Linked DNA regions of Mus musculus: region 1 is linked to region 2. Evidence: chromatin contacts called from public HiChIP or PLAC-seq data. All regions are on one chromosome and are shown on one strand. Each heading gives the region's core, a stretch centred on a gene start, on an enhancer-like site or on the middle of the called end of the contact. The rest is flanking DNA. Distances are from core to core; before and after follow the strand shown. Region 1 has its middle 3.6 kb from the start of Mir99a. Region 2 has its middle 140 kb from the start of Mir125b-2.

Region 1 (4,687 bases), core at 505-3,004, 190 kb before region 2:
ATTCTGCTTAAGGGAATATTTAAAGATTGAATTCACTCCACTCTTGTTAGGAAGTATGGAAATGTTTGTACATGGGAAAAAAATCTCATTGCATGCTAGAATGGAAATTCACCAGGGAGGGGGAAGCTGTTCATTTTATTGCCTAAGAGCTGTTGATATGCTCCCTGAATCTTTCAAAGGCATCTTTCATGCCACACAGGCAACCCGCAGCCAGTCAGAGAACAGAAAGAACACTTCTCACATGTGTCAATCTCCGAAAACTTGCATAGCAGCTGTGCTAGGTAGTGATGGGGATTATCGCAAGACCCAATTGCAGGGGTTTGCCTGCTGGAAGAGACACCCCATCCTCTCAAGGGACCACTTTGTTGGAGATGGTAGCAATAATGCATCTCTGTTGCTAGTGGATATTGTGGCCATGTAGCACAAAATTGGTGCTAGATAAAAATCAGAAAGTAATAAAAATGCAAAAAGGAAAACTGGGAGGTTTGGTTTTGTTTCAAAGTCTTAAAGTGGGAGAATAAAACAAATGTGCTAGGCTTGTTGCGTTTACAAAAAAAAAAAAAAAAGAAAGAAAGACAAGAAAACAGATATGCCTTTAATGACGAAAACTCGCAGGGCAGGGCATTCAGTCTTCCGGTTTGAGAACCATTCGGGTGCGTTGAGAAACAAAGTTGCAAAGTAAGCATGTTCAGACCTTTATTTGCTAATTTTTTGTAGGAAAGATCTCTCTCTCTCTCTCTCTCTCTCTCTCTCTCTCTCTCTCTCTCTCTCTCTCTCTCTCTCACCCTCCCTCCCTCTCCCTCCTTCTCTCCCTCTCCCCCTCCCCTCCCTCTCCCTCTCTCCTATGAGCCAGAGTTTTCTGTGCAAATGAAACAGGCGTTGTAAGAATGAGATTCACTTTGGACCACTCTTCACATTCCAAGTCATGACTGCGTTAAGCAGCACAATCCCATCTCTGGTTGATGGGCAGAAAAAGTGGGCAGCTTGCCAGGTAGACGTTTCCATGACTCCCAGCCCCCAAAGGTGATGCGTTTTTCAGCTAATTCAATGAAGAGTGGGCTGAACTTTGGGTCTAAACGAGACAATAGCTGCCTTCGCAGTATCAGCAGAATGGTTGATGGGAATGCCTCACTCTACATTTGGCAGAGAATCATGTGACCTGACGACTGAGATTTTGTGATGGTGCCAACGGAGACTTGGAAGCAGCAAACGGCCCTGACTTTTTTCTTCTTTTCTAGCAAGGATCAGAAAATGGTGGATCTTAAGACTTGACTTTAGCCAGTCTCAGCAAGCAACTGAGCTTTGAAGCACAACCTCGTCTTTATTCTGGGCTTTTGGCAGGCCACCAGGAGGCTGTCCCTTTCACGCCTGATAAATTCGGCTGCTTATCTCTAAAGAGAGAGAGAAAAGGAAAATAATAACAGAATATTGAGGCATAACAAGTGAATCCTAAATTGTATGTGCTTTTTTTCTTTTGTTTTCTTTTCTTTCTTTCTTTTTTTTACCTTTCCTGACTGCTGTTTTGTTTTGTTTTTTAATTTTTATGTTAATATCTTTTCTTTTTCCTTTTTTTTTTCTTCTTTTGGTTACTGAAGAATTCAAGTAGTTTGGGTTATTTATGTATGTATGTATTTGGTTTATAATGAACAGGCATTTGAACTGGTCGGACAGGACGACAGAGCAGTGAGCATGAGATCATTGCAGCCGAGTAGCAAACTGGCACCCAGCCTTTTCACCCCTTCGGTTCGGGAGACGAACGTGTGCAGTCCTCGTTTCTCAAGTCAGCCTGGAAGGATTCCGGGACTCTCCCACCTTCTACCATTCTGCTGCCAGTCGGTGGCAACGATTGGTGCAGATTCTGCGCAGTGCTTTGTGCCTGGAATATGGAGAAGGAAGAGAATGAAGACAAGCCCTCTGGACCTCCTTCTCTGAGAAATACCGGGAGCCCAGAAGAAACAGAAAAAAAAAAAATCCAAAACAAAAACAAAAAACCAAACCAAACAAAAACCCTGAGCTTCTCAGTATTCGCCAGAGTGCTGAAAAATACTGATAATGATGCGGAATGCCTGCGTGAAAACAAAAACAAACCAAAAATGCAAACCGAGACAAACCCAAAAAAGCAAACTTTGGTTTGTCTAACTCCTGAGACATCGGGCTTCGTTAAGCAGCTTGGAAGGCAACACAAATCTATGACCCTTCTTTCTTTTATTTATTTATTTTTGTTATTATTTCAAAAAACAATGGCCTAAGAGCAGTACATTGCACTTGGTGAACCCGCACTTTCATACCAGGTATAACTTTTTTTTTGTTTCTTTTTACGCTTTCTATTCCATAAATTAGACTCCTTGCAGTTTCAATTTGTTCTTATTAACTCATTACCCACTTTACACTTTTTTCTTTTGCTTTCTTACTCTAATCGTGATTAGCGTAGACACTAAACTGGAATAAGAAAACTCTCTATAGACATAAGCTCCTGCTTTGGTTGTTCACAGAAGTTTTAGGCAGACAGTAGTGTGTGTTATCTCTGATTTTTGTGTCCAGTAATATATTTTGTGGAGAAACGGGCTTGGGAATCAGTAGTAGTAAGGAAAGTAAAACCTTTTCTGTGACTCCTAATTTTAAATGCAAAAGAAGAAATTTCTCGAAGTTCTAAAAAGAGATCTTGCTTCAAAAATGCATCCATATAATGCTAAATAAAATTTCTTTTCATGCCGGTTTCAGTAGAGGAGAGATGGGAATAAACAGAGCGGATTCTCCGTTGCGAAGTAAAAAAAATAGCTTGTTCCTTAATAATTCTACTTCTAAAAATACAAGGAAAAAGAATTTGCCCTAGAGCAGTTGGGAAGCGTTGGAAGTTGCCCTTCACTGTTGTGGTGGGGAAAGTCTGTACAAACTTGCTTTCAAGTTCAGAGTTGCTTTGGCTCGGCAGGTGAATACATTGCATTCTAATTATTTTCTCTATTTGTAGAAGGAAATTGCTGAGCAAGTCAACGTCTTGTAACAAAATGCAGCTTTTCCTATTTTAGTGGTAGAGGGTTAAATGATATGCCCCCTTTAAAAACTTCTTTACTAAACAATGTTTCTAAACATGCAAGAAAATCTCTAAAAAGAAAAAAACGTTTTGAGATATGCAGTGTGTATCAATGAAGATTACAATGTTCATACTAAGAACTGGCATGATAATATTAGCTATGAGAAGAAAACTTTAGCATAATTGTTATGATTTTAAAATTATATTTCATGATATCATAAACATCAAGGATAAACAAAGAGAAATATTATACAGCTGGTTAATTCTGTCTTCTTTTCAGTTATATTATGAAAGGATTAACAGTTACCCAGACCTAATATAAAGATAATATTTGAAGCAATGTTTTATTGACTTTATCGGTTATTATTCACTAATTATTTGCAGAATAGCTCTTCTTCCTCCTTTGTTATTAGAAAGCCAACTTCCAAAGGCTTAATTAATATTGATAAACCTGTTTTCATGTTTCATGATTCTTTAGTTTAAAAAACATTATTTTGAATCTTATTTTAGGAGCCATTAATCTCCACACTCTTAATTATCTTATTAAGCTCCATGCCAAATCCAAAGCTCTTTTCAGCTTTCACCCCTTCATTGTGAAGAACCCAGTCGCTTCCGTAAGAGACACGTCCTTTCACTTTGAGAACTGTTCCCGGGAAAGCAACACCAACCAGAATGAACATGTAGCTGCAAACTGTGAAAGTATTTCTGTGTCATATGAGTATCCTGGGGTGGGGCCCTCAGACCCTGCCAAGCCTTAAGGAATAGACTTTTAAGGCTTTCCCCCATTTTGACATTGTCCTGTCTTCCCGGCCACCTCCTTCCTTTGCTCCCAATCTACACAGATGATCCCTGTAGGTGGCAGTTGTCTGATATTTTTCCTTTTGTGGTTGTTTTAGGGGAACACTTAAAGTGCATATGAGAAGAGAAGAGAATGACCACAGGAGAAAATCATCTCAGGTAAAACGAAAAGGCACAAATGTAGAGAGTAATTAATCTTAGAATATTAAAGAGAAAATGATTATGTCTGTGTTTGGTATAAGAAATGGTCCTTCCCTTTATGAAGCTACGTATTTGGGATTTTCACTGATGGTTTTCCTTCAAGAGTTTACAGTATTACTTGCCTTTGTCAACCTTTTGTTTGGTTTTGTGATCAATGCCCAGTGTCCATCATTCTGAGGACATATGTGTATGTTGATTTATACAATTCAGGTACAAGATGGTTGAATAGGAAGCTATTTAATGAAAAGGAAAATATGTTCTCAGTGGTTATACATTATAAAAGGAAGTAAAAATCTGATAGAAAAGTATAAGCTCATAGTTTATTTTTAATCTTTTCCATATATCTAGTAAGACAATAATGTCAAAGTATATTTTGTAGTAATAAAAGCTACAGCCAGTGTTTCCTCTTTCTTTTTTTTAAACATAAAATGTATAAATATATAAGGAAATACTTTTACTACAATTGGATGCATGATTGTTGATTATTTACTACAGTTTTAATAAGTAGGAGAATGATTTGAAAATAAATAATGGTGAAAATTTGTGTAGGCCAAATTATCTGTATTAAACTGGAGAAAATACATTCTATTTTTATTTATTTCAAAACATGCCAAATCATGAAGTAATTACTATGCAGTATTATTTTTCACAATGAAG
Region 2 (4,458 bases), core at 385-2,884:
ATATAGATGAAGCCATTGGCATCCCCATAAATCTAAGATCAAGAGATATGAGCTCAGAATAAAAGAGTAATTTTTACAAACTCACCATGAATCAACCCAGTTCTGATTATATAACATTGTAGACAGCACAATCCAATAATTTGATACCTGGTTAGAGAAGCCAGGATTACAAGCCAGAGAGAAGGCAAAGCAGATTCAAAGAAATGAGCCTACCGTTTGAGGGAACTTTTATTCTTTTATCTGTATCATTAATTTGCTTTTCCACACAGGAAAGATTGATTTCGTGAAAACGGAAGCTTCATTGCCCATTCGAAACCCAATCACCCAACCACACTGGTATGGCGCACTTGGTGTGGGTTGCATTGGTTTGCCCTACAACGCTGGTTCCTAGCTGATAAGACTGTAGTCCCAGTTAGACTTTCTTGTTTGTTGCCATGTTAGATGTGTCGGGTGTGTCTTACCTAATGAAGCTTGCTTGCAAATCAAGTGTGCACAATGTGCCCTTTGAAGGCTAAAGCATTGCTCAGTGCACCTTCCTGTTCTGTTGTTGCTGCTGTTTCACGACTCCAGACTCGGAAAGGAAACAGCTTGAATCACTGTTGTCTTCTCATCACTATTCCATGCATTGCTTTAGACTGGACATATTGAGGTGTCACCATGTTTGAGGACAAAGCATTCCTAGCAAAAATAGCAACAATTTTGCATTGATGTTAAAAAACAAAAAATGTATCCTTCGGTGAATAAAATATAAATTAAGGGGAAAAAAACCCTGAAATTTTATGTTTATTATTAGTTTTATTCTTTGTAGAAAATAAACTATTCCACACACAGTAATGCCCAGGAAAATATAATACAAATATAGACAGGAGAGAGAGAGAGAGAGAGAGAGAGAGGGAGAGAGAGAGAGAAACCGTTGTAAAGATGCCTTATTATTCTACCAATTCCCTTTTTTTCTAAATTTTTTTTCTTCTTCTAATAATTGTTATTGAGATCTAAAGAGAAATTGCCTCTTGAAACCCTAACCTTGAGCATTACCTGTTACATGCAGATAGCCATGGCTTTTAAGAGATCATTGTAATTTCTAAAGTGATGAGATTTAAAACAACTATTTTAATCCTTTTTTTTCTCCTCTGTTTCCTCTGTAAATTCAAAAGTAATTGGATGGCTTAAGCCAATGAGTATCTAATTTGAATTTTTAAAATATCAAAGACTGCAGGGAATTCTCTTTGGGTGATGCAGGGCATTGAAGAGAAACGTGTAAATCGTAACACTTCCTTTTCTGTGTCTATACATGACAGGATCTACTGTTCCTACAGTTGGCTCAGTCAAAGAAACCGTTTGACCTGAATGTCTGACCCAATGACCAGTGGATTGACTGAATTCCCAGCCCTCCGCTCTGCTCTGCCCATGCGTGTCCGCGCGCTTTGTTTGCTAGCTGGCTGGCAGTTTCTGCATAGAGAACACACAGCATATGCCAGGTGGCCATGTGTCTGAAGCAGACAGAAGAGAACAAAGCAAAAGGGGGAGAAAAAAAATAAAAAGATTTCATTTGGACAGGGATGCTTTCAGCCCTCGGAACCGCCTGTACGGGAGAAGAGCAGAGAAGGCAATGCCACTTGAATATACTCAACAGTAAACAACATCAAACCTGAGATTCACATCACAAATCTCCCTCTGCTGCTGCTGACAGGCTCAGCATGCACGTGGTGGCAGGAGACAAAGAAATCTGCTCTGTGAGGCAAATACTGGAGAAACACCTCATCCGACTGAGCGCCTCCTCAGTTTTAGGATCTGTTCCGTAATAACCCTGCGTTCCTAGGGTCAGACACCTGTTTTGTTAAAGGAGAGCACTCGGCGAATGAAATCAGAACTTGCTTTGTGTCTTTCCTGTTCTTTTAGTATATAATGCGCTGCTCGCGCTCCCTTAGCTCACAAAGCTACTGAACACAGGGGTCAGATGCTAACGCCATCTCAGAAGTATTAGAAACTATTAAATATCATTCGATACAGAAGTCAGAAGATGTGGGCTCTTTGAAGAGAAATGGATTCTTTATCTTATAAATATGCTGTAGTTTATGATTAAGGATAAACACATTTACCTCTCTGCAGTTATTACGTAGACGCTGCTATAGGATAGATGGCAAACTACCCCACTTCCAGTACTACTGATTTTCCCCCTATAGTACCATTAAGATGAAAACTGGCATTCAGAGCTGTTAGTTGACCAGTCCAAGGTCACATCACTGTTAAGAGAAACTTCAAGCCAAGGTTTCCTGATTCTAAAGCCTGTGCTAATAACATCACAGATGCCTCTGTTTATCGATAAGCTAGTTCGCAGGAGATTCTCCAGAGTAGTGTGTACCTCTTCCGCAAACTGTGCTATTTGTCTAATTGGATGCAGGTGTTCTACTGTCTAATTGTCAGTCTAGATGTTTGCATATGAAAGCGTTTGGCATTTTTTTCTGTTTTCAAGGAATTTTGTCTCTTTATATTAAATCTGACAATTCCTTCCATTGGTTTTTTCCTATCCTGTATTTTACCTTTCCTATATTTAATTCAAAAAGGCAGAACTAATCATTCAATTCTGGGTGCCCTGTGATCATATTCTCCTGCCTCTAAGGCTTTCTGCTTTTCCCCTCACTTGCATGGATGACATGTCTATAGTTTTGGCTCCAGGCCATTTATGGTTACCCAGAAAACAAATCAATTTCTTCTTTTCTTTTGAATTTCCACCCAGCCCACTGTCTTATGAGAGGAGAGAGATAAATACAATTTCTTATGATGGTGTACAATTCAATAATAAAATCAAAAGAAACTCTCAGAAAAACATAGGTAAGTACAGGTGTGTGTGTGTGTGTGTGCGTGTGTGTTCACAAAGCCATGTAAAATGGATGAAACGCTCTTACAGGGAAGGAACAAAGTCATATTGTCTCTTATCTGGCTTTTAAGGTGATTTTGTTGAGCTAAAAAAAAAAATCCTATATTCGTAGAAAAGCCTTGCCCGCGGTGTCAGGATCATCTGTGATTATTAAAAGAAGGGTTTTAAAGATCTAATTTACTTCTTGTCATGCACTGCTTGCTATTTGCATTCCACTCTGGCTGAACATTGAAATGAGACAAGCCTTTATCACCTTTGTGTCTGGTCACGTCTCCTCCCTAGTCTCCCTATGCTAGCACAGCACCGCAGTACCAGGCTGCAAAGAGCAGCAAAATGGATCATGGGGGTGGGGTAGGGGGAACCAAAAAACAAATGGGAAGAAAGCAATCTGGTTGGGCTTCTAAGCAGATGAAAATGGATTCAATGAAAATATTTGTATCAGTAGCAAGCTTTCCTTGCATAAAATCTTTCCTTGATAATTTTCCTAAAATTAAGACACTTAGCCTTAAATCCCACATGGCTATAATATTGGCAAACACATGAGTATAGCTCGCAGGGAAAGCAAAAGTAATGTGAAATCGCTGTTATTCTACTGGTCTTAAGAAAAAGAGGGAATCATACAACATGCTTGAAAATCTCAGACAGCATGGCTGCCTGAATCTGCCCATGGAGAAACCCAGATAGATGGTTACAGTCCCAAGGATGCTTCCAGAAACATATTTGGATTTTGATTTCAGTTTACTCAGACATAACTACAGACTCATCTTGGCAAACAGCTGTGGTTGAAGGTGAACTTTTATGACTCTTCCTTGGCATCAGAAGTAGAATTGAGCATTTGAACTAATTTCCATTTTTATTATGTAGTATGACTTCTGCTTCTTTGTTCTCTCATAATCAGCCTCAGTCCTCATGAAAATACCTTAGTCGATCGTGTCTAACAGGGTTGGATTCTGTGCACTGAATGTCAAGCTGTTTATGAGTGTGATATCCACGTGTGCACCTGACAGACTGTCTCTAAGCAGAGTAACAAATTGGATCTTTCAAGAGCAGGGGAGAGCTACAAACTCCTTCTAATAAAGTAAATATGATTCCACTTGGATATAGCTGAATTTTTTAACTGAATTAAAAGTGAATGCCTCGTGACACAAGCTAGAGTCATCAGAGAGGAAGAAAATTCATTTGAGGAAAGCCTCTATGAGATCCAGCTGTAGGGCATTTTCTCAACTAGTGATCAATGTATGGGAGGGCCCAGACCATTTTGAGTAGTATTTTCCCTGGGTTGGTGGTCTTGGGTTCTTTAAGAATGTGGGCTGAGCAAGCTGGAGCAAGCAAACCTGTAAGCAGGACCCCTCAATGGCTTTCGAGTCAGCTCCTGTCTTCAGAGTCCTGTCCTGACTTCTTCCTTCAATAACGAGCATCAATGTGGAAGGGTAAGCCTAAGAAACCCCTTTCCCTACAACTTGCTTTTGGGTTATGGTGTTCCATCATAGCAATAGAAACCCTAAGACATCCACTATTTATGGTATTCTCCTTTGATCATTGCTGTAATAAAACACATTGACCAAAGCAATTTAAGAGAT

The links. HiChIP or PLAC-seq counts read pairs in DNA pulled down with a chosen protein or histone mark.
Region 1: an H3K4me3 HiChIP or PLAC-seq map of embryonic forebrain shows a contact between it and region 2, with 3 times the contacts expected there. The contact joins two enhancer-like sites. A contact is called at or near these places in 1 of 484 Hi-C or Micro-C datasets (cortical neurons), 3 of 115 datasets of contacts at active chromatin or transcription factors (bone marrow-derived dendritic cells, embryonic forebrain and forebrain) and 1 of 9 other capture datasets (adipose tissue).

The regions. Positions count from the first base shown.
Region 1 is chr16:77,592,972-77,597,658 of GRCm38.p6, forward strand. No RefSeq gene overlaps it. Among named protein-coding and RNA genes, the nearest start is that of Mir99a, 3.6 kb to the right of the region's middle. Within about 2 kb of position 1,755, at least 140 of the 459 cell types and tissues checked have an H3K27ac peak or open chromatin away from gene starts, as enhancers often do. A contact at or near this core is called in cortical neurons, embryonic forebrain and forebrain, where this site is marked.
Region 2 is chr16:77,786,692-77,791,149 of GRCm38.p6, forward strand. No RefSeq gene overlaps it. Among named protein-coding and RNA genes, the nearest start is that of Mir125b-2, 140 kb to the left of the region's middle. Within about 2 kb of position 1,635, at least 73 of the 459 cell types and tissues checked have an H3K27ac peak or open chromatin away from gene starts, as enhancers often do. A contact at or near this core is called in cortical neurons, embryonic forebrain and forebrain, where this site is marked.